2 separate regions of the Ovis aries genome follow, and region 2 is linked to region 1. A link is a contact called in public Hi-C data. All regions are on one chromosome and are shown on one strand. The core of a region is the stretch at or near the end of the contact, and the rest is flanking DNA. Distances in the headings are between cores, read along the strand shown. Region 1 overlaps ANKRD33B (ankyrin repeat domain 33B). Region 2 holds the start of ANKRD33B (ankyrin repeat domain 33B).

The links. A called contact is a pair of places that touch in the nucleus more often than the background predicts.
Region 2: a contact with region 1 is called in a Hi-C map of liver, with 2.8 times the contacts expected there. The contact joins the promoter of ANKRD33B here to the enhancer-like site in region 1. A contact is called at or near these places in 4 of 16 Hi-C or Micro-C datasets (blood, liver and muscle).

Annotation. Positions count from the first base shown.
Region 1 is chr16:62,738,164-62,740,863 of ARS-UI_Ramb_v3.0, reverse strand. The region is part of intron 2 of ANKRD33B (ankyrin repeat domain 33B); the gene reads left to right. Among named protein-coding and RNA genes, the nearest start is that of ANKRD33B, 68 kb to the left of the region's middle. Within about 2 kb of position 1,258, at least 10 of the 54 cell types and tissues checked have an H3K27ac peak or open chromatin away from gene starts, as enhancers often do. A contact at or near this core is called in liver and muscle, where this site is marked.
Region 2 is chr16:62,806,616-62,809,493 of ARS-UI_Ramb_v3.0, reverse strand. It overlaps ANKRD33B (ankyrin repeat domain 33B), which reads left to right and starts at 1,619. Exons shown (of 3, transcript XM_042233935.2): 1 at 1,619-2,009. The coding sequence starts at 1,644. It overlaps LOC132657970 (a long non-coding RNA gene), which reads right to left and starts at 1,515. Exons shown (of 2, transcript XR_009596806.1): 1 at 1,438-1,515; 2 at 1-1,287.

The DNA of each region.
Region 1 (2,700 bases), core at 9-2,508:
CATACCTGCCAACATCCTTTGTGGTACAGCAGAGTAGCTGGTGTGCTCAGAGGCTAAACCGAGGAATGGGTAAGGGGACTGCAAGTGGAGATGGGGCCCGAGGTCAGGGAAGGGTCTCCAGGGCGGGGAGCGAGGGGGAGGGCTGCCCCCAGGAGGTGGAGCCTGGGTCGCCTTAGCCCCGCGAGCTGAAAGGCAGGCGGGGACCAGAGGTGCGTCCCCTCTTGCACCTTCCACAGGGCCCCTGCTAAGTCACACCTGAGACTTCAGGACTAAGGGACCCAGTAGGTGTGGTTTGTGGAGGTCAGAGCAGGGCAGAGAAGGAAAGAGAAGAAATGTACACACAGATTCTCAGAACTCAATCGCTTCATCAAAGGACCGGCACATTTTCAATCTGTCCATTTACGGAGCCCCTGCCAAGTGGCTTTCTGTTGTTGTTGGCTGTGCCACAGGGCCTGTGGGATCTTAGTTCCCCGACCAGGGACTGAACAGGCGCCCCCGGCAGTGGAAGTGTGGAGTCTTAACCACTGGACCACCAGGGAAGGCCCTGCCAAGGAGCTTTTAGGAAAAGCTGTACCAGTTTCAGTTTCCCAGCGTGTCCCCCAGGGCTGAGAACGCGTCAGCTCAAATGGACTTCCCTTACTGTTTGCATCTGTGCGTGTGTTAGCGCTTAGTCATGTCCAACTCTTTGCAACCTAGTGAACTATAGCCTGCCAGGATCCTCTGTCCCTGGGATTCTCCTGGCAAGAATACTGGAGTGGGTTGCCGTTTCCTTCTCCAGGGGATCTTCCCATTCCAGGGATTGAACCCAGGTCTCCCGCATTGCAGGCGGAGTCTTTACCGTCTGAGGCACCAGGCGCAATTGCGTTTCTGTGATTTTTACTGGCGCCTAGGATCTGCTCTTGGAGAAGGCAGTGGCACCCCACTCCAGTACTCTTGCCTGGGAAATCCCATGGACAGAGGAGCCTGGTGGGCTGCAGTCCATGGGGTCACTAAGAGTCGGACACAACTGAGCAACTTCCCTTTCACTTTGCACTTTCATGCATTGGAGAAGGAAATGGCAACCCACTCCAGTGTTTTGCCTGGAGAATCCCAGGGATGGCAGAGCCTGGTGGGATCACACAGAGTCGGACACGGCTGACGTGACTTAGCAGCAGCAGCAGCAGGATCTGCTTCGGCTTTTGGGTGCAGTCTCCTCAGTGTCCAATGAAACAAGCTTCCACGATGAGAAAACGGCCTTCTCTTGCAACATGACCTGTCTGAAGGCAACAGTTGGGGGTGAAAGGTGGTTGCTTCATTTTGTGGCATTGTGTTGTCAGGACCTGGGCCCGGCTTCCCAGAAATAATCTTGACCTTTTCCCTCTGGTCCCAAGATGGCCTGGCAGCTCCAAGCAGTGTGGCTTCATGTTACAGCGTAGGAAGCTTCGGGAAGGAGCAAGTCCCGGTCCGTGTTCTGTTCCCTGAGACGGGAGAGCATTTCCAGAAGCCTCCAGCACAGCTTTGGTTACGGCTGTCAGGCTTGCCTCACACGCCTGGCCCTGCCCAAACAAGTCACTGGCCAGGGTGGTGCAGTGACCCCAGTTGACTTGGTCTGGTCAGCGTTGGTCCTCACTGAATCTGTGTGGTTAAGGAAGACTGGGAAGTGGCCACACATTTGTATTATTTGGTATCACAGCTGTGTATCTCGGCTGAGAGTCAAGAGCCCTGCCTTGGAGTGTAAATTAGGATGCAAATGCCTGATCTGCCTGTCCGGTGTTCTCTTTAAAGCCTAACTTTCTCAGGTCCTCTGCAGAATCAGGATACAGCTGAGGGACTTCCCTGGTGGTCTAGTGGTTAAGATTTTGCCTTCCAATGCAAACGGTGGGGGTTCGATCCCTGGTCTGGAAGCTTAGATCCTATATGCGTTGTGGCCCTGGTCAAAAAACCAAAACAGAAGCAATATTATAACAAATTCAATAAAGGCTTTTAAAAAAATGGTTCACATAAAAAATAAAATGTAAAAGAAAGATAGAACTGAACCTGAATTAGGCTTTTCCTATGGCGAGAATGTATGAAAATAAAGCCTCCAAGAATCCCTAAATATCACTTAGCCAGTAATTTTAACCTCTACCAGACTTGCCCTAACAAAGTATAAAGTGAGATAATGGAAGGAATGAACTACATCCCGGGGGTTGGCTTTGTTTATTGTTCAGTCACTCGATCTCGCCCAACTCTTTGCAACCCCATGGACTGCAGCATGCCAGGCTTCCCTGTTCTCCACTCTCTGAAAGTTTGCTCAAACTCATGTCCACTAAGTCGATAGTGTCATGCAGCCATCTCATCCTCTGTCATCCCCTTCTCCTCAGGCCTTCAATCTTTCTAAAGCATCAGGGTCTTTCCCACTGAGTCAGCTCTTTGCATCAGGTGGCCAAAATATTGGATGACTTTAGGAGTTTCCTTTTCCTCTTTCTTGTGCACCTTTAACAGAATGGCAGAAGTAAGACGAAATCAGAAAACCACAGGGGTCTTCTGAACTGGTGATAATATCAAGTTGGTTCAGCACACATAGCCTCTGGTGCATCCTTGAAGCCTGTTATTGCTTGGACATATCTTTAAAGTTCTTCAGAAAATTCACTGAGAGCCAGTCTGGCATTATTTTTTAACTAATTTATTTGTTGTTTGTGCCTGTGCTGGGTCTTCATTGCAATGTGCTGACTTTTCTCT
Region 2 (2,878 bases), core at 370-2,869, 68 kb before region 1:
CGGTGGTGTCTCTGACCGCGTTCCCCACTGTGGCGCTCAGCCTGCCCGCCCAGGCCTGGGATCTTCTAGCTTGTCCCCAGCTCCCGCGGCCGCCCGGTTTTGTTCACCTTTGCTCCCCGAGGGCCTCTCAGGCGCTGGCACCTGGTAGGCACGCTGTCCAGAGCGGTGGAAATTAAAGGAAAGGAGAGTGAGGAGACAGAGGCGCTGTTTCACCCGTGGGCTCCGCGTCCGCCCCTGGACCTGAGGTGCTTTCTGTCCAAGATGTGACGCCCCGCGACGGTCCCAACCCTCACGCCACATCTCCCCCATCCTAAAAGCTCTCTCCATGAGGATTTGGCCCACGGTCCCACGGTGCGTCCTCCTCCAGGAGGTCAGAGGCTCCCCGCGGCGGGTCCTCACCCCCTGCGCTGGGACCGACGGGGCGGGGTGGCCGGGGTAGGCCAGGCTCCGGCCGGGGGGAACCAGGGTTGGGGGCGTTCGGGGATGGGACCCGGGCCGTCGCTGCGGGCCGGCTCTCTGCGTTTGGCAACCAGCCGCGGAGTCTGAGCCGGGGTGGTGGCTTCTGACCGTGAATCCGTCTCGACTCCGCAGATAAAGGGACCCCGGCCAGGGGTGAGGAAGGGGGGAACCCTTCGGGCCTGGAGCCGCCCCTTCCCACCCAAATGTCATCCCCCCAACCCCGGCGGCTCCAGGACAGCGGCTCCGAGGCGTTCGTTGAGAAGCCATCTGAAAGGGATCGCTGACCCGGGTCCTCTCCCGGGTCCCCCGCGCCCCCTCGGCTTGGGATGTTCCCGGGGGCAGCCCGGAGCTCCCGGTTCAGAGGGGCAGGGTCCCCAGCTGGCCACCATCTCCCACGCATCCACCCGTCCTCCGTGCCCAGGGCCGTCTTAACCGGGGAGCGAAGTTGGCTTCAGAGCCCAGACTCCCGGAAAAAATGCACAAACAGGCTGGGTGTCTCGGACACTGAGAAACTGCCCACCTCCTAACCCTCTCCCCACCCCACCACCCCAGCCCGCAGGCCTGACGCCCGGGGCGGCTCCGGGCCCAGGGATTTGGTGTTCCCGACGGCTGAGCCCGCTGCATCTTCCGACCCCCACCTTCACCCTCATCCCGAGAGCAGGGGCGGGGCCGCCAGCCACGAGGGCGTTCGGGTTCTTTAGTTGTCGCTTCTGGTTCTCCCGCGTGCGCATTTCTCAGCTCCCGGGCACAGCAGCCGGCTGCGCCGAACCCGCGGGGCCGAGGCGCCCCCTGCTTAGCTCTTAACTTTTGCCAGGATCGCGCCGGGTTCTGCGGGGTGGGGGTGGAGGGTTGGGGGGGGTGCGGCGCGGGACCCCGGGGCGCGCGCCTCCTCGGGCTCGGCCACCTCCGCCCGCTTCCCGCGCGGTCCCCGCCCGCGCCCGCCCGCCGCGCTCGGAAAGCCCCCGCGGCTCCTCCTACCCCCGAGGGGCTTTCTCCAGCCTCCGGTGTGACTCGAGTCTTGGAGCGCGGCCGCCCGGCGCGCGTTTCCGCCGAGCTGGAGCGCGCAGAGCCCTCCTGCTTTTCTGGGGCCGCCGGGGACAAGGGGCGGTGACCTCGGTGCGCGCCCGGCGTCCCCGGCTCCCGGCCCGCTCCCCGGCCCCCCGGCCCGCGCCCCGGCCGCCGGCATGGTGCTGCTGGCCGGGCCCGGGCCGGAGGGCGGCGGGGCGCGCCGCGTGTCCCCAGAGCCACCGTCCCCACCTCGGGACGCGCAGGCCGGGGAGGACCCAGCTGACTACGAGGAGTACGAGGACTTCTCGAGTCTGCCCGACACCCGCAGCGTCGCCTCGGACGACTCCTTCTACCCTTACGGAGATGAGGAGGAGTACAGCTCGGTGAGCGCGGAGAGCGCTCCGGAGGCCGTTCCGGAGGGCGTCCCGGAGGCGGCAACCCTCCTGCGCGCCGCCTGCGCCAACGACGTGGGGCTGCTGAGGGCGCTGGTGCGGCGGGGGCCCAGCGCGGAAGAGGTGCAGGAGACCGATCGCAACGGCCGGGTAAGAGCGCGCCCGCGCGGGGTTCGGGGCCCCTCCGCCCTCCTCGGCCCCGGCCCGGAGATGACTTTGCCGCGGCCGAGAGCGCGGTTTCCCGGCTCCACGGGAGCGCGGCGCGCTCGGCGCCCTGGGCGGCCTGCCCATCCCGGGCCGGAGGGAGCCGCACAATTGCTCCGAGGTCACAGCGCCGCGGGGACCGTCGCCAGACCCGCGTGCTCACCGCAGCCCCTTCTAGTTTCCCGCCCGCGGAGTCTTCCGATGCTCCCCTGGGGCCCGCACTGGGATCTGAGTTGGGGCGTCTCGCGGGTCCCTTCACTCCGGTCCCCTCTGACCATCAACCCTCCTCGCCTGCAGGGGAAACTCCTTCTGCAAAATGCCCCAGTCGCCCCCAGTGCCCCCAGGGTTCGGCCCTCTCGCTGCCCCTGCGCTTTGCCTTCCATGCCCGAGCGCGGGTAGGCTTCTGCTCGCCTCCCGGGTTCGGAGTTGGTTTTGGGACTCCCTGCTTCCTCGCATCCCTCCCTCTGCTCAGGCGCGGCCGCGCCCGGTGACCCACGCGGTGGCCGGACAGCGCGATCTCCGACTGGGCTATCCGCACGGTCACCGCGGAGAGCCGGGGGCCATCGCGCGCTCCCCTCCCCCGGGCAGGTCCCGGGAGGGGAGCACAGCCGGGCGGCAGGAGCACAGCCGCAGGGCAGGCGGGCGTGGGGGTGGGGAGAAGCACGAGGGATTCATGAGTCATGACAAGACTCGGGGACGATGAGAAACACTGAGAAAAAAAAAGAAAGAAAAAGTTGGCTCTAGAAAGACTGGCTCTCGGAACGCAGCCCACCAAAGCCGCGGGAGGAGACAAGCCGCAGGGTGAGCGCAGCGGC